7 separate regions of the Mus musculus genome follow, and all the other regions are linked to region 6. The links are chromatin contacts, called in public Hi-C and promoter capture Hi-C maps. All regions are on one chromosome and are shown on one strand. Each heading gives the region's core, a stretch centred on a gene start, on an enhancer-like site or on the middle of the called end of the contact. The rest is flanking DNA. Distances are from core to core; before and after follow the strand shown. Region 1 holds the start of Cdyl2 (chromodomain protein, Y chromosome-like 2). Region 2 holds the start of Atmin (ATM interactor). Region 3 holds the start of Nudt7 (nudix (nucleoside diphosphate linked moiety X)-type motif 7). Region 4 overlaps Wwox (WW domain-containing oxidoreductase). Region 5 holds the start of Vat1l (vesicle amine transport protein 1 like). Region 6 holds the start of Maf (avian musculoaponeurotic fibrosarcoma oncogene homolog). Region 7 holds the start of 4933408N05Rik (RIKEN cDNA 4933408N05 gene).

Region 1 (3,024 bases), core at 199-2,698, 1.0 Mb after region 6:
GTTCATACTGGAGGAAAGGGGTGGGAAACTCAACCTGACCCGTGTGACACTGGTTTCTTGCAGTATCTGCAGGCCTCCTGGGAGAAGGTGGCCAGGCCCTTTGGCTTCTTTATTCAGACCCTTTTCGTGAGAACAAACACCTCTTGAAGGGCATACTCCCCCTGGGATCAGTGGTGGCTTCTTATTTGTCCAGGAGTCCAAATCCCACTCAAGAACTGTTGTGGTCCCGAGGCCAGCTAAGCCCTCTCTCCCCAGGGACCGTGGGTATTTCTTGTCCAAAAGATGACAGATGGACGCCTTCTTTCAACATTTTGAACCGATTTCAAAATATCCAGTGCCCACTACTACCTGTGTGACCTTAGAGACAAGTATGACCCCCTTAGTGTGCCAGTGGAGTTCTGGGAACTGGATTCACACCCATGTCCTCTGACAAGTCTGACCACCCACATACAAGTTTCAGGCCAGCTTCCCTTCCACCTGGAGGGTCCCTCTGCAGCCCCTCTTTCACCCTAGGAAGCATGACACCAGCAGAGGCGACCAACCCCCAAGCCCTTGCCAGGAGAGCTTCAGAGTCCAGAGAAGGGGGACACTAGGCAGCAGGTGGGGGGAGGGGGCAGGCACTCAGTGGCCCCTGTGGAACTGCAAGAGTGGTGTCCCCAGGGCACCCCCTCCCCCGTGCCCCAACACTCTTGTCCTTTTCATTCCCCTTCCTAGGAACCTGGCTCCGCTTTGATCACCCACCCAACCCACACCCGCGCACCCCCGGGGGCTCAAGACCCCTAAATTGGGCCGTCCGCAGCGCGGGCCCCCCCGCATTCCCTCGCACGCCCGGCGACTTTTTTTTTCTTTTTCCTTAATTTTTTTTTTAACCTGTACTTTTTTTTTCCACACTCGGGGCGGCTCGTCGGGGCTGAGCAAGCACCTCCCCGGGACCGCTACCTTCCCTCCCTCCGCCCCGGCTCCGCCCGGCTTCCTCCTTCCCCTCTCCAAGGCCGCAAAGTAGATGGAGTAAGAGAGTGTGTGCGCGAGAGAAAGAGAAAGAGGGAGCGGGCGCCGCGGGAGGCGGCGGCGGGAGGCGCGCCCGGCCCCCGCCACCCTCCGGTCCCCGCCGCCACCCTCGGGTCCGCCGCCACCCTCGAGTCCCCCAGCCGCCCTCCAATCCCCGGCGCCACCACCCGCGGGCTCAGGACTACGCTCACACCAGCTCGGCCAGGCCCGGTTCCCCGGCGCCGCCCGCGCCCCGGCTTCTCCGTACCTCGTAAAGGTCCCCAGAAGCCATGCCAGGCTGCGGAACTTGGCTCGCCGGGTGTGCGCGTCTTGCTCGCTCGCGCGCTCCCGTGCGTGTGCGCGCGGGGGGCCCGGGTTGCGCGCGCGCGTGAGCGCGTGTGTGCGTGCGTGTGTATAAGTGTGTGGTGTATGTGTGTGTGTTTGCGTGCGCGCGCGCGCGCGTGTCTGTGTGTGAGTGTGTGTGAGAGTGTGTGCGCGCGAGTGTGTGCGGCGTGTTGAGTAAACTGTGTTTTTGCAGAATGACAGGCTTGGGGGCCGCCTGTGCGCAGAATCGGAGCGGGCGGCGGCGGGGCTGGCGTAACCGGCGGCGGCCGCGGCAATCGCGGCGACACGCGAGCGCGGGCAGGGGCGACCGACGGCTGCGCAGCGCGCCCTGAGCCTCGGACGCGGCCCCCTGAGCGCCCGGGCCCCCGTGTCCCGAGGCCGGTGACTGTAGCGCTCGGCTCGCCCCGGCGCCGCCTGCAGGAAGCCGCCCCGCGCCCGCCGCCCGCCCGGACGCTGCTGCCACTGGGCGAGTCCCCGCCTCCCGGGAGCCCGGCCCGGCCCCCGGGGCGGAGGGGGCGGCGGCCACCGAGGGCCGAGCCCGGGTACCGCTCCCGAGCCCGGCCGCGCGCGCAGCCGCGAGGCCCCCAGAGTACCCGGCCAGGTGCCCACCCGGAATGACCTGCCCGGGCTGCGAAGGGGCGGCCAAGAGGCAGGTATCAACCTGCAGGTCTCAGGCAAGGGAGCCCCTCTTCAGTCCTGCTTCTAGCTCCAGAGTACCCCACTCTTCTCCTTCCCGGGGAGGGGACTGGGCACGTTCTTAGGAAAACTGGCCCCTCGGAGCTGAGGGGCCCCCTTGCTTCCAGGATGAGTTTTCAAGGAGAGGAGAGAGGAAGTGGCTGGTCCACAGGCTCCAAGGAGAGCCAGGACAGTGGCAGTCACCACTAAACCCTGCGAAGTGTTTTAGAGCCAGACATGGCCTCCCCTGGAAGCTCTCTTGCCTCACTATCCAATCAGTTAATCAACAAACATTTCCCAAAGTCCACCCAACTACAAGTGTCTGCAGCCACCAGTGAGACCCTGCCCACACTGGACTTTGAATCCCAGAGGGAAGAGGAGATGCGCATTAGGGAAGAGAGGAAGGGTTCCTTCAATGTCTCAACAGGAGTTCCCTCTACTGCTGGGCTACAGAGGTAGAGTTACCTCTTTCTAAAAAGTTATCTCCTCCTAAAAGCATCCTGTATGTATGGTCACCTTTGTACCTAAAGGCTTCTCTTTTTAAAATAGTACAACTCTCTCAGAATCCCGGGGTGAGTGTTCTGACATTGGAGAAGGACACAAGGGACTCAGGCTCCAAATGTCTGTCCACCTCGTCATTTTTTTTTCAATTTTTTTACATTCAAATATGTAATGAATATGAACCATATCCTCCTTTGGTCGTTTGCTGTTTGCAGCACGGTGGGCAGATCACCTGCTCTCCTTTCCAAATGGGTGGCCATATACAAGCAGCACCGTGGAGGATCCAGGTACCCGTGGTGATGTGGCCTGTCCATCCCCCAGGGAACTCAGTAAAGCTAAGTTGTATCTTAATCTAACCCCTGGCCTCTCCTGCTGCAGAGGGGCACGACAAGGACTTATCTGACTGCCACAAACTTTTACCACAGTGGCTGGTGGAGACTGATCCAGAACCGAGTGAGTGATTCTTGTTGGACTATGTCAAAACGACAAATTGTGTCTCCAGCTTCAAGCGAGAAT
Region 2 (3,043 bases), core at 291-2,790, 1.2 Mb after region 6:
ATCCTGGGTTCTATAAGAAAGCAGGCTGAGCAAGCCAGTAAGCAGCGCCCCTCCATGGCCTCTGCATCAGTTCCTGTCTCCGGATCCCTACCCTGTTTGAGTTCCTGTCCTGACTTCCTCCAGTGATGGGCTACAATCTGGAAGTCTAAGCCAAATAAACCCTTTCCTCCCCCAACTTGCTTTTTGGTCACGGTGTTTTATCACAATAGAAACCCTAACTAAGGCTTAAAGACATTTCCTCCATACATACCTTTTTAAGGGGGAGGGGGGATGGTTTGATTTTATTTGTATGAGTGCTTTGTTTGCATCTGTGTATGTATACCACATTCGTGCCTGGGAACTGGAGTTATGGATGGTTGTAAACCACCATTTGGGTGCTTGGAATCAAACCTGTCTTGTGTAAGAACATTAAGTGCTCTTAACCACAGAGCCATCCCCCTAGCCCCACTAGCTCCCTTTGACCACTCTCCCGACCAGTCAGTCACATACAAAGAAGTCATTCTGCCCACAAGGTTCATGAGTGGCTGAATGGGAACTGCCGAAGCCCTTGCACTTGCTGGGGTATTTATTCTACTTCGTAACTCTCCCTGGTACAGTTGGCAGGAATCTGGACCTGGAATCTGAACAAGAAAGCCTAGCGTCATGCTGAACAATTCTCAAAAATGCCTGCTTCAGAATTCCTGGAGTCTGAGTATGTCCCCAAGGCAAAGGGACTCTGCAGTTGAGCCCATTGGCCCTGTGATACCCAGGTCCAATGTAGTAGGTGGCATGATGACGATAGATGTCGGTTATGAAATGTGACAGACTCAACTTCCCATTCCTGATTTTGGTGTAAAGGAAGGCCCATTGGCAAAGAAATGCAGGTGACCTCTAGACGCTGAAAAAGGCAAGATCCTTGGAAGAACAAGCCCAGCTGACACCTTGCTTTCAGCCGACTAGATCCACCTCAGACTCTTCCCTCTTCAGAGATAAGAGAGAATTAGTCTGTGGGGGCTGGGCTGTAGCTCAGCTGGCAGAGTACACGTCTAAGGCACTGGGTTCAATCTTTAACGCTACCACTAGGCTTAGTAAAACCCCAGGAGTATGGAGGTAGTGGTAAGAGAATAAGGAGTTCAAGGACTCCTTGATTATATGGGGATTCTGAGGCCAGGCGGGGCCTCAAAGAATAAGATAAGTTTGTTTTGTTTTGTTTTTAGTGTGCTACCGATCAAATCCAGGGCCTTAAGCATGCTAATCAAATAGTCTACAATATAAAATTTATTCCTAATAACAATAAATCAACGGTCAAAAAAAAAAGGTTAAACCTGAAAGCATCTCTTTCTCTTCTATCCAGCTGTTGCCTGAGCTCAGGTCCCTAGGAAGTAGAAAGTGTGGGTTCATGGAACCTATCCAATTCACCTGTTCTCCCAGCACATGGGACTTCAACCTCCAACACGCGCTCGCCGCGGCCGGCGGGCGGCGCTGCGGCCACCGACCGGCCGGATGCTAATGAGCCCGGAGGCCCCGCCCCCTGCCGGAAGTGGCTGCGGCGGGGGCGGGCACTGCGAGAGGGGCCTGGCGGCCGTGCGGGAGCCATGGCGGCCACGGAGGCGGCGGCGGCCGATTCTGCGGGTCCGGCCCCGGGTGTCCCGGCCACGCCGGCGAGCACGCGGGGAGCCGCCGCCGCCTCTAGCCCGTGGAGGCCGCCCGAGTCGCGACTGCAAGGCAGCCGGCCGAGACCGGCCAGGGCTCGGGCCGCGGCCCCGGTGCCACCGGCCCGGGAGCTGATCCAGCCGACTGTGAGCGAGCTGTCCCGGGCTGTGCGCACCAATATTCTGTGCACCGTGCGCGGCTGCGGCAAGATCCTGCCCAACAGCCCTGCGCTCAACATGCACCTCGTCAAGAGCCACCGACTGCAGGTGAGCGGGCCGCGGCGGGGACGCGGGCGCGGGGTGTGCGGGGTTTGCGCCGTGCCCTGCCACCTGCGCCCGACCGACCGAGCACGGCGAGAGCGCGGGGGAGCGCGCACAACGCACCGGGCAAGCAGCTTCTCGGTGGCGTGCCCACAACACCTCGGGGAGCCTGCCTGTTTACTCAGGTTCCAAGGATGAGCGACAGGTGATGTCGCCAAGGCACCCAGATGCAACCCCGCAGGCTTTCCGCCCCTCCCACGAAACTGCCGGTGGGTCCTACCTGGTCACTCAAAAGCGGCTGCGGGTTGGGTTGGACTCTGGGCACTTGAGCTGCAAGTTTCACGAGGCTGCTGAGATCAACTCTGCGCAGGAAGGAGAGGGGAGGGAGGTTTCTCCCGTGGATCTGTAAGGAGGAGGTTCACCGGTAGCTGGTATGACGGATGTCTGACCAAGACCTCTCCGTGTTACATAAATGGGGACGGTGGCTTTCAAACCCATGGTATACTCTGGAAGCTTGGGGGAGGAAATCAGATGTTAGGGCCCCCATGCCAGACCTGTTAAGTCACAGCTGCTCAGCTTTTACAGTAGAAAGCTTCCTTTCACCGTCAGATCTCAGTGCCCCCAGTGCTCCAACTGGAAAACGCAAGTCACTGAAAGCAGTTTTGTGCGCCTTTCCCCTGGTCAGATTTGAGTCATTACTTGGAGGGTTGCAGGATCTCTCTGACCTGCAGGTGAATTCACCGTGGGCATCCCCCACCCCCACCCCTGAGAACTCCCCAACTGTAACTTTTAGGTTTTACTCTGTAGTAAGGCCAATAAGTGTAGTAAGGCCAACAAAAGGCAACAGTGATGTCAGGGAAAGGTCAGTCAGGAAATGTCAGCAGGGGCAAGCTGAGGAAGTTCTGTGTAAAGGTTTGAGCCTCGTTCCAGAACACAACTCACTACAGGCTCCAACCTGAAGCTTCCTCTTTCATCCTAAATGTTAAATTCTCTCTTTCTCTCACCATGATTTAGGGGGGTGGAGAGTGAGTGTGCCTGTAATAATTCCATGGCCTAATCCCTCAGCTCCTTACAACTTGCATTCAACAACGGTCACCAGCCTTCAGTGTTGTCCCCCTTGCTGATAGGATAGTTCATGTCCTTGTATAGCC
Region 3 (3,061 bases), core at 172-2,671, 1.6 Mb before region 6:
CAATGAATTATATTTTTTTACTATACTGATGTAGGGATGAATTCAGTTTTTGACTCATTCTTATATATTACTTAATTTTACATTCAATTTCTTTGAATTTTAAGAGAAGAAAAGAAAAATAAAAAAGAAGTAGAAGACATGAATTGGGGAGGCAGATGTGGTTGGGGGTTCTGGGAGGAAAATGGAGGGGTATGGAAGGTGGGTGTTATTGTAATCACTTACAATAGATACATTGTACTCATGTGTGACATTAGGGAAGGATATATGAATTGTAAAGCCCATCATTAAGTTTGTGTGTCAGACACTATGCCAGTCTTTGGAGAAGCCTGCCTTGCTCCCCTCTCCCCCCCCCCCCCCAGTCTCAGTTCCGGCCAGCCTCCCCGCTCAGCTCACACTCTCTCTCAGCTCTGTGTGAGGTGATGGAGCTCTCCCATTGCTAGGCAGTTCATCCCTGAAAACAGGTGCAGGTGTCAGACAGCAGCATCTACCTACACTGGGGACCTGCCACCCTCCTGGGACTTAGTAGGTGTGTGCTTCTGGGCAGTCTGCATTGCAGCAGGACACTGGAGACATTGATACTGGGGTGGGGGTGGAGGTGTGGAGAGCTACATGTTAGACACTCTCTTTTGGCCAGGAGTGAGGAGCTCGGCCTGGTTTTCCAAGCCCCCAACTCTCCACCCAGCCTCCTTTTCCCCTCCCAGCCTCTGAGCCTACCTACCTGAGTTTCATTCCTGGAACTCACAGGGTGGAAGGAGAGAACTGGCTCCTGAAAGTTGTCCTCTGATCTTCATACATATTCTGTAGCACACACACACACACACACACACACACACACACACACACACACACGCACGCACACACGCGCGCGCACACACACACACACACACACACACACACACACACGCGCGCACACACACACACACACACACACACACACTAGTAAATAAAATGTTTTGTTTTTGGTTTTTGGTTTTCGTTTTTGTTTGGTTTTTCAAGACACGGTGTTTCTCTATGTAACAGTCCTGGCTGTCCCAGAACTCACTTTGTAGACCAGGCTGCCCTGGAACTCAAGAGTAATCTGCCTGCCCCTACCTCCCAAGTGCTGGGATTAAAGGCATGTACCACCATGCCCGGCAAGCGTAATTAATTTTTAATTTTTTAAAATTAAGTACTTTTTACAACTGCTTATTGCAAATTTTCTCACATGCTCCATGGTTTTGAAGAAGCCCACGCTACTAGACAGCAATCTTTTTTTTTTTTTTTTTTTTTTAGTGTATTCAACACTTTAAATCCGGTCAGCACCACCTTCGGACCTAACTCCGCCCCGAACACGCCCTACCTATAGGCCCCGCCCCTAGCACTTCGGGCGTCTTTGAAGGGCCCCGCCCTCAGCCTCTCCTCCCTGAAAAGTCCCCGCCCTCATTCCTAGCTGGGGCTACTAAGCGCATGCGCGTCAGAACTATTTGCTTCCCGAAGTCTCCTGCTGCTAGTAAGAGGAAGTACTGCAGGGCTGATGTCGCGACCTTGTGGACTCCCGGAGCCTGTCAGGTAAAGCTCTCCGGCTCCAAGCACCGGAGCCTGACCAAGCCGGGCTCTGATCATTGCACAGGCCCTATCTATCCACCCTGCAGTTCAGGCTCCTCAGGGCTCCCCTCCAGCCGGAACTTTGCTCTTCTGCTCCTGGGGACAGAGTTGGGGTTTTCACCTAACAAGATTCACACACGCGCAGGCGTGTCCTCATCTCCCAGGGTCACAGCGTTTCCCTTTTGCCAATCCGAGTCACTCTTCAGGAACCCCCACAGCGGAACCTCAGAACCCCAACATGGCCAGACAGTTATGCATCAGCCAAACAGAGTTCAAGTTCCTGGGTGGCTTCTTCCACCCATAACCGAGGTTCTTGCTCAAGGCATTGCTGCTCCCAGCCTGGCCTCAGTACTACAAGGCTGTTCTGAGAACTCAACACAGAATGGGCCAGCCCTGCTCCTATTTTGATGGTATTGTCTCGACACAATTAGACTTTTATTTTCCTGCTGCCTCTGGGCAGTTCTAGGGGTTGTTTAAAAGCCTTCTTCCTCTTTGGCTGGCTAATTGTCTTTTCTGGACAGAGGCCTGTGAGTATCAGCTGTACTGTGTGCCAGCTTTCATTGGCCCTTTCCAGGACATTTGATTGGTTTGCAGCCAGCTCTCTGTCACATGGATGGGATGGGGCTTGTGGGGGGGGGGGGCGGTGTTTGAGAATAAGCAAACCCCTCTAACCAAAGGCTTGTTAAGGATGCGCTAGTGATTAACACTCACAGCTCAGGGCCACCTTGTTCATGAACTGGCCACTTTACCTGCACGGCTACCCTCGAGCAAGTTACAGATGAGGACTTCTCGAGGCTCCAGGAGATGATGGGTAGCCCAGGCTGATCTCAAACTTTCGGTAGTCGTTCTGCCTCAGCTTCTCCAAGCACTAGGAGGTTGCAGGTGTGAGCTAGTTACCGCACCCGGCTCCACCCAGCTTTTGAGATGGAATGAGTTCTGGCTGACCTAAACATCTGGTTTTGCACAGTCATACTGCGGAATAGTGAGAACTAATGTTACACTTTCTACAGCCACTGTGACAAAGTCCTACCAACTGGATGACTTGAGGAATAGCAATTAGCCTCTCTTGGGTCTGAAGGACCCATAATCAGGTCTGAAGTCCATAATCAAGGTATTAGCAGGCACACAATCAGAAGTCTCTGGGGATGTTCCATTGCCCCTTCCAGCTTCTGGTAACTTTCGATCATCCTTGGCTTATAGCAGCAGATTTTGGGTCCCCATTCCCATCTGTCTGTCTGTCTGTCTGTCTCTCTGTGTGTGTGTGTGTGTGTGTGTGTGTGTGTGTGTGTGTGTGTGTGTGTACATCTATGTCTATAGCCTCTTCCTTCAAAGACACCTGTTGTTGGATTGGGAGTTCTCCCTACATTCAGGATGGTGCAATCTCAAGAGCCTTAACTACTTACATCTGCAAAGAACCCATTTCTGAATAACACCACATTCTCAGGCTCTATGTTGACATGAATAAGGTGGTCACTGT
Region 4 (2,847 bases), core at 191-2,690, 1.1 Mb before region 6:
AGCGTTAAGACGTGAGTTCGATCCCAGAACTCACATAAAAAGTTCTGGGGGAGAGATGGCATGCGTTTGTAATTCCAGAGCTGGAGAGCTGGAAATGGAAAAATCCCTTGGGCTCCCCACTCAGGCAAGTCTAGCCTCACTAGTGAGCTCCTGGCCAGTGAGAAATCCTATATTAACAGAGGCAGATGGATTCCTGAGGATGACGCAGGACATTGTCCCTTACCTCTCCCCACACACGAGTGAGTACACAAGTGTTCTCGCGTGCACTGGACCAGACACTCACATTTGTAGTAAAACAAAAGACAAGGCCCTCCACATGGTTTCCTGGCACACGTTTAAATGTGGGAGTCACTGTAGAGAAAAGTCAGCCTGTAACTTGAGTTACTAAGCTTTGCTCTAATATGTTTTTTTTCCTTCATTGGTTGCAAATGCGATCCAGTCCTCAGTCTTACAAACACGTATAATTCTGTTGAAGTTAGTATTCTGCTTATTTTCTCAAGGTGGTGTTTATTGGAATTTTAAACCCAGCCTCCTGGGCTAACTCTTTAAAGAGTGTGGAATTAACCCTCCTGAGTGAAGAATGCTGGGAAGACAAGGTCACAACTGTCCACCCCGGCTGGGGGTTCCACAGAAAGGGGACAGGTTTGGAGAGAGACAAAGGACCACTGCTCCTGCTGGCCTACAGACCCCAGCCCGGGGCCCATCAGTCCTCCACGAGGGAAGGACTGTTACCTCAGTGACATATTAACGGTCACTCTTTGAAGTGGATCTGACTGCCCCAGTTCACAGTCTAAATACCACGGGGAAAGGGTCACATTCACGCTGTGTCCGCACCTTGCGTTAGTAGGTGAGGACAGTCCTAACACACTCCAGGACACCTGTTTTGATGGGGCAGCCCTAAAACCGTAATCTGCCCAGATGTGCAGCAGTCTCCAGGCGTAACTAGCTGAGGACGGGGTGTCCTGCTTACTTTAAGAGCTCCCTCCATTGCCTGCTTTGTCAGGGCTGTCCTGTTCCTCACCCCACTGAGTCCTTTAAGATCAGTGTTTTCAAATCAAAGAAGCTTTTCTGTCTCCCAGGATAGTGTCTTGTAAAGCCAATCTCTTTATTACTTCCCCAGTTTAAGCCTTTATTACTTGCGATCCAAAGCCTGCTAGTGAATTATGCATTTCAGAGCTCCGGGTATCTTCTCAGCCCACTCTTCCTCTACCTTTTGGGGGGTCCAAAATAAAAACACAAACCCACCTCACGGTGAGCTTGAGGTGGGCGCCTTTCCATCCACAGCATTAATCCTTTTTTTTTTTTAAATCTGCTAACGGAAATATTTCCATTCCTCTCATTAATCAATTGAGATTTTCATTCCCTTGTTTTGTAAAAGCTGTTACAATAAATACTTTTTTTTTTTCACAAGGCGAAAATCCAAGAGATGGATGCAGCCAGCGTAATTAATTGCACCCGGTTACAGGAGATCAGCAAGTTTGTGAGATTCGCATGCTGCTCTGCCATATGGTTGCCCAGTAGGCGAAAAATTTGATTAATGTTTTGAAGTGGATTTTTTTCAGCAAATATTACGGCCCCAGATGAGGTGTTTTCCCCCCTCCTTCTCACTTTCTAGTATTGTTAGACTTAGCGGAAGGAACCGATCCTCTGATTTAAAAGCGTAATAACATTGTGATTCACCGAAACCTTAACAGGCAATCAAACTGACAGTCCTTCTGTCTCTCGTGAATACAGAAAAATAGTCCATTATGTCTTTGTTTGGTAATTAAGTGAAATGTGAGCATTGCCTTCTAGAACTTGATTCTTCCCCCAAATGAAATAATACACGCATTTCCGGCATGATTTATAAGTTGCGTATTTGCAAGGACTTTTAAAACTAAAAGCAAACAACAGAAGATAATAAAAAATAAAAATAGACCAGGGAAAAATGCCACCAATGAAACCATCCTGTTATTATTCGGTAGCTATCAAAGGAAAGCCAAATTTACCTGCAGTTGGCTGCCCTAAAGTATGTTACTTTCATGAGCGCTTCTGTTCTTATTTACTTATTTATTTATTTTTATTATGTTTGAAACTAGGACGGCCACGTATATCACTGGTCCATTTCACTACCAGGTTCCTGAACTCCATCACTTCCACATGGGGGTCATGCTCTGAGTTTTCTCCTGAGTGAGAACAAGGATTGATCCTTTATAATGCAATAGGACAGGATGTGGCCATCTGACTTTGGCATCCATTCAAAAAGGAGAAGGAGGAAGAGGAGGGAGGAGGAGAAGGAGGAAGAAGAAAAGAAAGAAAGGAAGAAAGAAAGAAGAAAGAAAAAGAATAGAGAGAAAGAAAGAGAGAGAAAGTGAGAGAAAAACATGCAATTTTAAAAACTATGTGGACTGGCTGGGAGTTCTTTAAATAAAATCAAACATGTCTCCACATGTTTGAGTGAGACTTGATGTCCCAGACTTCTCTGCTGGGGTTGTCAACGTTTCTCCTCTTCAAGGGTTTTCCTTTGCTTCTTGAAACAGTGTCTTACTCTGCATCCCCTGCTTACTTGAACTCACAGCAATTCCCCTGCTTCAGCCTCCAGAGCGCTGTGATCACAGGTGTCTTTAACTGGTTAAGCCCTGACTGTTGAGCTACCATCCAGCCTAAAGTCCCTGCCAGGGTCAGAGTCTGGATCTCTGACCTCTGACCAGGTGTGAGCCCATTTCTGAGTCTTTGAAGTCAAGCAGAAGTCTCCATCTTCTGTATCCACAAAGCACTGTAACTCCTTCTATCCCTCTGCCCTTTAGAGAGGCTGTTCACAGGGCACCTCTGTTGGACACAGTAGCAGTCTGCTGTCCCCCTGCAGGC
Region 5 (3,028 bases), core at 200-2,699, 1.5 Mb before region 6:
AAAACAGAGGCACAGGAGTAATAGGAGGAGGAGAGACTGATTGTCCTGGGCTCAATTTGCCATACTCCTGAGATCACTGTGTCCTGATAGCCTCTCTCACTGGGACCGAGATCTTCACCATCTCTGAGAGCTCAAGGATGGGAGCTGCCTAAACTGACACAGGCACCTGAGCTGAGAAATTGGATCTCTTACACCGCACAAGGCAACTCCTATCTCGCCTTTTAAGATAGCACAAATGACCTTTTTTTAAGAATCAGAATTTATTATGTGATGGATATGATTGGATTGCATCTGTAGTTTTGTTATTTTTTTATTTTATTTTTGGAGAAAGGGTCTCACTATGTAGAGCTGGCCACCCTGGAACTCACTATGTAGACCAGTCTATCCTCAGATTCATGAGAAATTCATCTGCCTCCTGGTTGCTGGAATTCTGAAATTAAAGGCGTTGCGCGCACGCGCGTACACACACACATACACACACATACACACGCACGCACGCGCCCAGCAATTTTAAATTCTTGTTTAGGTTTTTTAAGACAGGGTCGCCCTACCTCAGCTTCCATACTACAGATGTGTCACCAAACACTGCTGGGGAAAGTACTCGTTTTTTTTGTTGTTGTTGTTGTTGTTGTTGTTGTTTTTCTGTAACCTTGCAAAACAAAAGGCAGGTGTGGGGAGGGGAGGGGGGAGGGAGGAGGGAGGGGGGAGAAAGGGAGAGAGAGAAAGAGGGAGAGAGAGAGAGAGAGAGGAGAGAGAGAGAGAATTTGGTCCTCTGGAGGTCCTAGCAGGAAACAGGCTTGTTCTGGGAGCCTCTTTCCTAGAAAAAAAAGCATGGGTACTGAGAACTAACTGTCATAAGGAAGCCACAGAAGTCCAGAAACAGCATCCCTAGTGACAGGGGTGGGGGTGGGGGGTGGCGTCCAGATGGAAAAGACTGGACCTGGCTCTTTGGAGCCTTACTTGGGATGTATCTTTAACTTCCCGCACCTCCCTGCCGCTCCACTCAGAACCAGCAGATGGGAAACAGCCCAATTTCCCAGCTATCCCTCCCATCCCTGCCTACCCGCGGGAGAAGAGGCAACCTTGTCTCTCGCAGCATCCTCCAGGCCCAGACATTCGTCTCTGTCCATTTCAAGGCGCCAGAGTCTGTGCCGTATATACCCAAGTATTTGCCCATTGTAGGGGTTGGAGTAGCCATCCGGCCTCTTCTTCTGTGTTTGTATTCAAGAGTCTTGGGGAAATCTGTTTTTAGTGTTGAGACAAATAGCCTGACTTAGTACTAGCACAAAAGGTGGACTTGAGATTTGTTTTGGAGTAAGTAGGAGGAAATGTGAGGGAGGGGGTGGGGCGCTAGGGCGCGGCTCCTCTAAGGATTACGGCGGAGGCGGTGGACCGCGGCTCCGCTCACAGAGGTTGCAGCCATTGCACTGAAGAGCATCCCACATTCAACAGGAGGAACCCGCGGGAGAGCAGACCCGACCCCTTCACAACCGCAGCCTGTGCGCCCCGCGGCCCCTCGAGCGCCATGGCTAAGGAAGGCGTAGAGAAAGCGGAGGAGACCGAACAAATGATTGAGAAGGAGACCAGCAAGGAACCTGCTGAGGGCGGCGACGGCTCCCACCGCCTCGGGGATGCCCAGGAGATGCGCGCTGTGGTGCTGGCCGGCTTCGGCGGACTCAACAAGCTGAGGCTCTCTAGAAAGGCCATGCCGGAGCCACAGGACGGCGAGCTCAAGATCCGCGTCAAAGCCTGGTCCAGTATCCACGACTTTTTGGTTTTTCTCTCTTTCCGCGCTGGGCGCACCGGCAGTGGGTGGGAGAGCCTAGATTGGGGATGCTGCCCCAGGTACCCAGCACCCACAGTCAGCGAGCACCCTCTCTGCATTCACACTTGGCTCTCAGAACCTCCCGGGTAGCCCAAGCCACTGGAGCCTGGGGAGGATGCTCAGAGGTGGTCCTTCTCCCCACACCAGATGTAGGGTGACAGGAAGGATAGTGGTGCCTAGGACTTGAGGTCTGGAAAATTGCCTTGTGCCCCTCTTGTAGGACAACTCAGCTCCTAACACTGGGAGGGACGTAAGGGTGGGACTTGATCGTTAGCATGGTTAAAAAAAATAACAATCGCCGTGTATATACACGTAGTTCCTGGTGCTAGTTTGTTTTCTTTCTTTCTTTCTTTCTTTCTTTCTTTCTTTCTTTCTTTCTTTCTTTCTTTCTTTCTGGAGTTTTACATATACGATCCCGTTTAATACTTCCTGAGACCCAGTAAGTCAGGTGCCCAGCTTTAGAGGTGAGAAAAACAGTGGATGGGGGAAAATAAATGATCTGCCAAGATCGCTGAGCTGCCAGTAAGTGGTGTGGCTGCCACTTGACACTTGATCTCCCTTTTCACCTCTCTGCGTCCAAATGGGGCTGAAGGCAGGGTGCATGCCCTTGTGTATCTCCTTCCCAGTACTTACTGTGAGAGAAGGAACTGAGAATCAAGAGGGTTAAATCCTCGGCCTCTAAGCTGGGTGAAAGGTGAGACCAGGGATGCAGCCTTCTCTCCCCCACTGCATCTTCTGCTTTCCTCCTGGCTGGGAAAGCCCCATCCTATTCCTTAGGAACGAACTCCTGTGGTGGCCGCAGAAGGAGCCCACACTCTAAGAGGTCCGCTATTCTCCTGGGGAAACTTGCCAGTGCCTAGAACAGCAGAGATTTCCCCAGTAGTGTGTAAGTGAGAAAGCTTGTCTCTGCCTGGGGAGGCACTGCACTCCCATGTCCCTGAAGTCTAGTGGGGTGCAGACTGATAGAGCTGCTCGCTGGACCCCGCATTCTACAGTAACTGTGAATCTTACAAGGGTTGGCTGGATCTCCTAAGCCCCTGGCGTTTCTACTTCTTAGAAATAGCAGCAAACTCAAACCTGCTTAGGACAGATCTGGAAAAAAAAGCCAGCATCTATAACCTGATCTGAAGGCAGGGGAAAAAAAATGCAAAAAGCTCCTTTTGGCCCCTGCACCACCTTGACAGCAGGTGGGTTTTATTTGCC
Region 6 (3,267 bases), core at 129-2,628:
AATTCAAAAGAGCCATCACCACCACCACAAGCTTGGTGTGTGTGTGTGTGTGTGTGTGTGTGTGTGTGTGTGTGTGTGTGTGTGTGTCTGTTCAGGGCCAAGGGGAGCAAACTCGCCAGGGGAGGGGGCGAGGTGGTGGCCGAGCGAGCTTGGCCCTGCAACTAGCAAGCCCACTCAGGAGCGGGACCCCCACGGAGCATTTAACAAGGTGGCTAGCTGGGATCGCGTGTCACACTCACATGAAAAATTCGGGAGAGGAAGGGTTGTCGCTGCTCGAGCCGTTTTCTCGGAAGCCGTTGCTCACCAGCTTCTCGTATTTCTCCTTGTAGGCGTCCCTTTCGCGCACCAGCCTGGAGATCTCCTGCTTGAGGTGGTCTACCTGCTGCAGCAGCTGGTTCTTCTCCGACTCCAGGACGTGTCTCTGCTGCACCCTCTTGAAGCGGCAGGACTGGGCATAGCCGCGGTTTTTCAGGGTCCGCCTCTTCTGCTTCAGTCGGATCACCTCCTCCTTGCTGACCCCGCGCAGCTGCCGGTTCAGCTCGCGCACCGACATGGTCACCAACTGCTCGTCCGAGAAGCGGTCGTCGAAGTGCAGGCCGCCCGCGGCATGGTGCGGGTGCAGGGCGCCCCCCGCCCCCGCCGTGCCCCCGCCGCCGCCTCCGCCGCCGCCGCCCCCGGCGCTGGCCGGGCCACCGCCGCCCGCGCCACCCGCGCCGCTCGCAGAGGCAGACGCGCCGCCCGCGGCTCCCGGGGCGCCGGCCGTCGGATGGTGGTGGTGCCCCGCGGCGTGGTGGTGGTGGTGATGGTAGTGGGGTGCCGCGCCGCTCTGCGCGGCGGCCGCGGCGATCACGGCGGACACCACGGCGGCGGCGGGGCCCATCTCCTCGCCGCTGCCGCCCAGGGAGGCGCCGGCGCCGGCCCCCGCTGCCGCGGCCAGCTGCTGCGCTCCCCGCGCATAGCCATCGAAGCCACCCTGGAGCTGGTGGCTGTTGCTGATGAGCGCCTCGACCGCGTCCTCCGGGCTGAAGCCCAGCGCCTCCGGGTTGAGCTGCTGCGGGTAGCCGGTCATCCAGTAGTAGTCTTCCAGGTGCGCCTTCTGTTCGCTGCCCGAGCCCGGGCTGGGCGCCGAGAAGCTGGGGGACGGGGGCACCGAGCTGCAGGGCGTGCTCATGGGGGTGGAGGACAGCGAGCCCCCGGCGATGAGACGGCCGCACTGGCTGATGATGCGGTCGGTCTCCACCGGTTCCTTTTTCACTTCAAACTTCATCAGATCGAAGTCATTAACATATTCCATGGCCAGGGGACTGGTGGGCAGGTCGGAATTGTTCATTGCCAGTTCTGAAGCCATCCTCCTGCCTCCGCCGCCACCGCCGCCGCCGCTCCGCCAGATGGGCTGCAGGAGAGGGGCCAGCGGGCTGTGCTGGGTGGCCAGCGGGTGAGCCAGCTTGCCGGGCTAGGGCGCTTCTAGCTTGCGCGGCGGTGGCTGTGGCCCGAAAGCTCGAACGTGCACACACCCCCCGCCCTGCCCGCAGCCCCCCGCGCCCGCCCTCCCTCCCCCTGCTCACGCCAATGTGCTCTCTCTCTTTCTCTCTCTTGCTCTCTCGCTCTCTCTCCTCCGCTCGCCCCGGGCCCCCTCCTCGCCTGCTCGCCTCCCTGAGCTCCGATCCCGGGCGCTTCAGGCTCGGGAAGGTCCTCCGCGGCTGGCGGTGACGGTGGTGATGACAGCGGCAGAGAGGATGCCGGAGGAGCACGGCCCGGTGCGCGGCGTCCCCGGCTCGCCGCTCCGCTGCGCGCTTTGCATAAGGAGGGCTCGCCTAAGCCGGCCGGGCTGCAGGCGGGGCGCGCGCGGAGGCTGCTCCGGGGCTGTGTGGCGCGGCGGGTGGCTGTCCCGGAGGCGCCGGCCTCCACACCGGAGTGGTTAACACTTCACGCTTCTCTCCTCTTCTGCCTGGCTCTTATGGTTACTATTATTATTTTCTTTTCTCTCTCCGGATCCCTCGCGTGCGCGCGCTCTCTCTCTCTCTCTCTCTCTCTCTCACCCTCTCCCTCCGTGCAAAGTGCAAGACCGAGGTGCAGGCCGGCTGGAGGCAAGGGAGGGGGGAGTTAAGTTCTTTCTTCCCCCACTTTTTTTCTTTTGGTTTTGGTTTTTCTTTTCTTTTCTTTTTTTCTTTCTTATTATTTTTTTAAAGCAAAATTGCAAGTCCTGGGCCAAGGCAAAGCCGAGAGCAAAAGGGTTGGGGGGAGAGGCCGAGCGGACGAGCAGCCCGAGCTACAGCTCCAAGATGAAAAGAGATTTTAAAGCCTCTGATCCCAGCGAGAAGAGTTTAAAGCAATTGCTGAGTTTTATAGCACCCGTGACGTCAGGCTCAAATGGGAAATTGACTGGCACTCTCCGCCAATGGGAGGCGGCGAGAGCGGCAGCGATTAGCATAATAGTATAGAAACAAGGAAACTTTTCGGAGCTGTCAATCACAGCCCAATCAGCTGACTGTCAGCTGGGACAGGTTTGCTTAACCCTTGCGGCGCTGCTACTGGGGCGCAGCCAGGGAGCAACACCCCCCACCACCGGCCGGTGCGAAGTTTAGTGCACCAGGGGACAGAGTTTACTAAAAGGGCGGCTGGAATCCGGTAGGACCCGGGAGGATGGTTTGCTTTCCTCGGAGTTCGAGAGAGGCCTGCCCGGCTGAACCGCAGCTCTCATGCTGCAGAGATCCGCCAGAACTCCCCTGTCCCCTGCCGGTCCCGCACCCTGACAACGTGCATTTATTTGTCTTGCAGTTTTCGATCTTTGATCCATCCTCTGCATCTTTCGTGGCTGTTGATGGGGGTAGCCGAGTGCTTTCCTTCCTTGAATCTGACGCTCCAGGGGCCCAACTTGACTGAACTCTTTGTCCCTCTCTGCAAGTGAGGTGATCAGATGGGGGCGCCAAGGGTGCGGGGACCCAGAATGCGCGCGGGGATCAGTGAGCAGTGCGCCTGCACTTTTTTTTTTTTTTTTGATTTCACGCGGAGAAGAAAACCAGTATAACTCTTGAAAAAGCAGGGGGCTTAAAGTATATAGGGACTAGCTGCCCCCTAGCATCTTCTGTCCTTGGAGGGACAGACAGAATGATGGTGCCAGCAAGTTGTTCTGGGACACTTTAAGCCTGAGCCTGATCATCCCGGCTCAACCCTCAGCCTCAGGACTCTAGAATGGAGTTTGGCTTTTGAGAAATATTCATATTCATTTTCTCCTCTCTCCTCTCTCCTCTCTCCTCTCTCCTCTCT
Region 7 (3,087 bases), core at 261-2,760, 1.4 Mb before region 6:
GCTGAGAAGGGCATCTGGAATCTCAGGTGGTGGCCCAAAGCCCCCCCTTCTCTGAGGGAATGATGGTCTCTTGCAAGCAGGCACAAGCAATTCAATGAAGGCAGCGCCTGCTTTGCTCAGAGGCCAGTATTCTACAATAGGGGTGGGGGTGAAGACCTGACCTCTACAAAATAGAGGTGGTGAAAGAAAATGGCAAGGCTGGATAAGAATGGAGTATGACAAAATCGATGTAGAAAATATCAGAATAAAAGCAGTTCTTTGTGTGTGAAAGATAGTCAAAAACTGAAAATACATCTTATAAAGAAGTGATTTTTAAAAAAAAAAATATTAAAGCCAGGTGTCTTAGTCAGAGTTCTGCCACTGTGGAGAGAAACCATGACCACGGCAACTCTTATGAAGGAAAGCACTTAAATGGGGCCTGCTTACAGTTTCAGAGGTGTAGTCCATTGTGGTCATAGGAGGTAGCGTGGTGACATATAAGCAGCCGTGGTGCTAGAGAAGACCCTCAGAGTTCTACAGCCAGATCCACAGGCAGTAGGAAGAAAAAGATGCTGGGCCTAACTTGGGTCCTTGAGCCCTCAGAACCTACCTCCATTGACACACTTCCTCCAACATCTCCTAATCCTTTCAAATGGTGGCATGCCCTGGTGACCAGGTTTTAAAATCCACAAGTCGGGGGGGGGGGGCATTCCTATTCAAACCACCACACCAGGCACTCAATAATGCAAGTACAATGTCAGTTTGAGCAACACAGAACCCTGTTACACAGACACATCTCGCACACACACACACAAGAGCACTTTCCCCCAAGAACCTTTGTCTCTATACTTTCTGAAAACATAGACCATATATATATATGTATATATATATGTATATATATATGTATATATATATATATGTATATATATGTGTATATATATGTATATATATACATATATATGTGTGTGTATGTATGTGTGTGTATATATACATATATATGTATGTATATATACATATACATATACATATACATATACATATACATATACATATACGCCCTCAGAGGCAGCCGCTGGAGCCGGAGCTGGAGCTAGTTGTTAGCTACTGGATGCTGGAGTGAGGAACCAAATTCAGATGCTTTGCAAATTCAGCAAGCACTCTTCATTGCTAAGCAATCTCTCTAGGCCCCACAAACAGCTGTTAACACTGCTTAGAGTAGCTAAGGCTCGCTTCTTATTAATCTGGAGGAATTGCTGCCTGACTTCCTAACAATTCCTACCAAACTCTTGGCTGTGCGAAATTTCCCAAACCTGTTCTCTTCCTCGTGGCTCTAGAGGGCCACCAGCTCTATTATCCACCAGCCACGCTTTTACACGAAGTCTGCTCTGACCACCTATGAATCCCAGTTTAGGACCAGTGTTCAATCTGACAAGGCTCTGCCAACACATCGCCCAGTTGCTGGAAGACAGTGTCTCCTTCGACTGTACCCTTGGATTCCCTATATATTAAGGTTTGTTTGGTCTTGATACCATGGCAACATAGAACCCAGGCTAATAGATATTCCTCGGTGGTTAAAAGAAAAAATAACTGATAGGCAAGCAGAAAAGATGCAAAGGAAACCTTTTCTTTTCTTTTCTTTTCTTTTTTTTTTTTTAAGGGTTGGAACTTTCCCGTTTCCCCTTCATGTCCCTGCCAATGGTCAGGGATAATTAAAAATTAGACCTTGGAGTCACACAGATGCTGACAAGGGCAACATAAGGCTGATGAGACCATCTGTTTCCAGCACTAATGGAAACAAATGGCAATAAACCAAATTACTCAGATTTCATCTCTCCCTGACAGGCTCTTCCAAAACACAGATCACTGTGCAGAATCCTTTCCACCACTTGGGGGAATTGTCTGACTACCCAAAATGATCCTAAAGACAGGGTCTAGTTGTACACCTCAGATCTTGTCAGCTCCTCCCCTCAAGCATCCCTCACTTCCTGTCCTCACTGGACTCCGAATTTCTTCACCTGTCAACATTGCCCTCAGGAAAGTCTTCCTGATTCCCTCACCGCACCTCACTACTCCTCACAGAGCCGCCCCTGCATGCTTCAACGGTGCCCCCCACCCCCTCCAGGAAGCAAGGCGCCACCCCCACTCCCATTTCCCTGACTGAGCCACCTACTCCTCTTCAGAACTCAGGTCTGACCGTACACAGCTTCTCTTCCGGAAACGCCTCTCCACTCCTGAAACCCCAGCGCGGAACGCCACTTTTCTCCAAATTGAGTCATTTCCTCCCCTGGGCTCCCACGCCTCTTCACTCATTCTGAGAACGTAGCTCTTCCCACACTCTCTGGGAATTGACTGTCTCGTTGGCCCCCTCCCTCCTCTCCCAGCCTGTAGGCTTTTCCAGGGTATGCTGCTGTTGCAAGCATTCATCTGTGCTTGCTGCCTGGCAGAGAGCTGGTTGAAGTTTATACCTTGGCCAAGGTGGACTGGTTGACGGAAAAGGCACATCTTTCTCTGGGGAGATGGGAATAACACATCTCTAAGCCTTGGCTGTGTAAGGAGCCCAAATCCTTTATAACATCATCATCACAATCTGACAGCGTGGATAAGAACTTGGGTACTCAAGTCCTTGTTATAGTCGTTGCTTGGGAAGAATGACCGAAGCTCACATTTTATAAACCTTTTGGAATGTTTAAATCACATTCAAAAGCATCAGTAATGGAATATTGATACCCTTGTTCCCACAGTGATGAACACTTATGCCTCCTTCCTTTACAGTCCCTAGTAGTTAAGATAAGTCTCAGGTATTGATATTAATCTGTATGCATATATTTATTATTATTATTATTATTATTATTAATTATCACGTGTGTGTAAAAGAGAAAAAGTGAGAGAAAGAGGGAAGAAAGGAGAGGAGAGGGAGGGAAGGAGAGAAAGGAAGAGAAAGAGAATGGTGTGTGTGTGCGCGCGCGCACATGCACTACATACGTAAAGGTCAGAAGACAACTCCTCCCACCATGAGACAAATTTGGGGAACTGAATTTGGGTTTCCAGGCCTATGCAACAAGCACTTTTACCCACTGAGCCATCTCGCTGGACCCCAAATGTACCTAT

The links. Promoter capture Hi-C pulls out the DNA fragments that hold promoters and counts their contacts. Hi-C and Micro-C count contacts between places; a contact is called where the count stands out from the background.
Region 1: a promoter capture Hi-C map of liver shows a contact between it and region 6, with 4 times the contacts expected there. The contact joins the promoter of Cdyl2 here to the promoter of Maf in region 6. A contact is called at or near these places in 4 of 39 promoter capture datasets (embryonic stem cells, hippocampal neurons, liver and 1 more) and 3 of 484 Hi-C or Micro-C datasets (CD4 T cells, embryonic stem cells and pre-B cells).
Region 2: a contact with region 6 is called in a promoter capture Hi-C map of pre-B cells, with 2.5 times the contacts expected there. The contact joins the promoter of Atmin here to the promoter of Maf in region 6. A contact is called at or near these places in 2 of 39 promoter capture datasets (the 3T3-L1 cell line and pre-B cells) and 1 of 484 Hi-C or Micro-C datasets (embryonic stem cells).
Region 3: a contact with region 6 is called in a promoter capture Hi-C map of pre-B cells, with 3 times the contacts expected there. The contact joins the promoter of Nudt7 here to the promoter of Maf in region 6. A contact is called at or near these places in 2 of 39 promoter capture datasets (liver and pre-B cells) and 1 of 484 Hi-C or Micro-C datasets (CD4 T cells).
Region 4: a Hi-C map of cerebellum shows a contact between it and region 6, with 2.0 times the contacts expected there. The contact joins the enhancer-like site here to the promoter of Maf in region 6. A contact is called at or near these places in 7 of 39 promoter capture datasets (cranial neural crest, embryonic stem cells, frontonasal cranial neural crest and 4 more), 5 of 484 Hi-C or Micro-C datasets (cerebellar granule neurons, cerebellum and uterus), 14 of 115 datasets of contacts at active chromatin or transcription factors (VIP interneurons, astrocytes, bone marrow-derived macrophages and 10 more) and 2 of 9 other capture datasets (adipose tissue and embryonic stem cells).
Region 5: a promoter capture Hi-C map of embryonic stem cells shows a contact between it and region 6, with 5 times the contacts expected there. The contact joins the promoter of Vat1l here to the promoter of Maf in region 6. A contact is called at or near these places in 2 of 39 promoter capture datasets (embryonic stem cells and stem cell-derived epiblast-like cells) and 1 of 9 other capture datasets (embryonic stem cells).
Region 7: a contact with region 6 is called in a promoter capture Hi-C map of hippocampal neurons, with 2.9 times the contacts expected there. The contact joins the promoter of 4933408N05Rik here to the promoter of Maf in region 6. A contact is called at or near these places in 1 of 39 promoter capture datasets (hippocampal neurons) and 1 of 9 other capture datasets (embryonic stem cells).

What each region holds. Positions count from the first base shown.
Region 1 is chr8:116,731,543-116,734,566 of GRCm38.p6, forward strand. Cdyl2 (chromodomain protein, Y chromosome-like 2) reads right to left here and starts at 1,449. Exons shown (of 7, transcript NM_029441.3): 1 at 1,256-1,449. The coding sequence starts at 1,279.
Region 2 is chr8:116,941,853-116,944,895 of GRCm38.p6, forward strand. It overlaps Atmin (ATM interactor), which reads left to right and starts at 1,541. Exons shown (of 4, transcript NM_177700.4): 1 at 1,541-1,898. The coding sequence starts at 1,575. It also overlaps a transcript of Cmc2 not described here.
Region 3 is chr8:114,132,153-114,135,213 of GRCm38.p6, forward strand. It overlaps Nudt7 (nudix (nucleoside diphosphate linked moiety X)-type motif 7), which reads left to right and starts at 1,422. Exons shown (of 4, transcript NM_024437.4): 1 at 1,422-1,548. The coding sequence starts at 1,514.
Region 4 is chr8:114,598,886-114,601,732 of GRCm38.p6, forward strand. The region is part of intron 5 of Wwox (WW domain-containing oxidoreductase); the gene reads left to right. Among named protein-coding and RNA genes, the nearest start is that of Gm16116, 3.6 kb to the left of the region's middle. Within about 2 kb of position 1,441, at least 5 of the 459 cell types and tissues checked have an H3K27ac peak or open chromatin away from gene starts, as enhancers often do. A contact at or near this core is called in cerebellar granule neurons and cerebellum, where this site is marked.
Region 5 is chr8:114,204,191-114,207,218 of GRCm38.p6, forward strand. Vat1l (vesicle amine transport protein 1 like) reads left to right here and starts at 1,450. Exons shown (of 9, transcript NM_173016.3): 1 at 1,450-1,752. The coding sequence starts at 1,526. It overlaps Gm30272 (a long non-coding RNA gene), which reads right to left and starts at 1,444. Exons shown (of 3, transcript XR_388052.4): 1 at 1,064-1,444; 2 at 552-649.
Region 6 is chr8:115,705,516-115,708,782 of GRCm38.p6, forward strand. It overlaps Maf (avian musculoaponeurotic fibrosarcoma oncogene homolog), which reads right to left and starts at 1,379. Exons shown (of 1, transcript NM_001025577.2): 1 at 1-1,379. The coding sequence starts at 1,348. The coding sequence ends at 236.
Region 7 is chr8:114,349,968-114,353,054 of GRCm38.p6, forward strand. 4933408N05Rik (RIKEN cDNA 4933408N05 gene) reads right to left here and starts at 1,511. Exons shown (of 3, transcript NR_045831.2): 1 at 427-1,511. The region is part of intron 7 of Vat1l (vesicle amine transport protein 1 like); the gene reads left to right.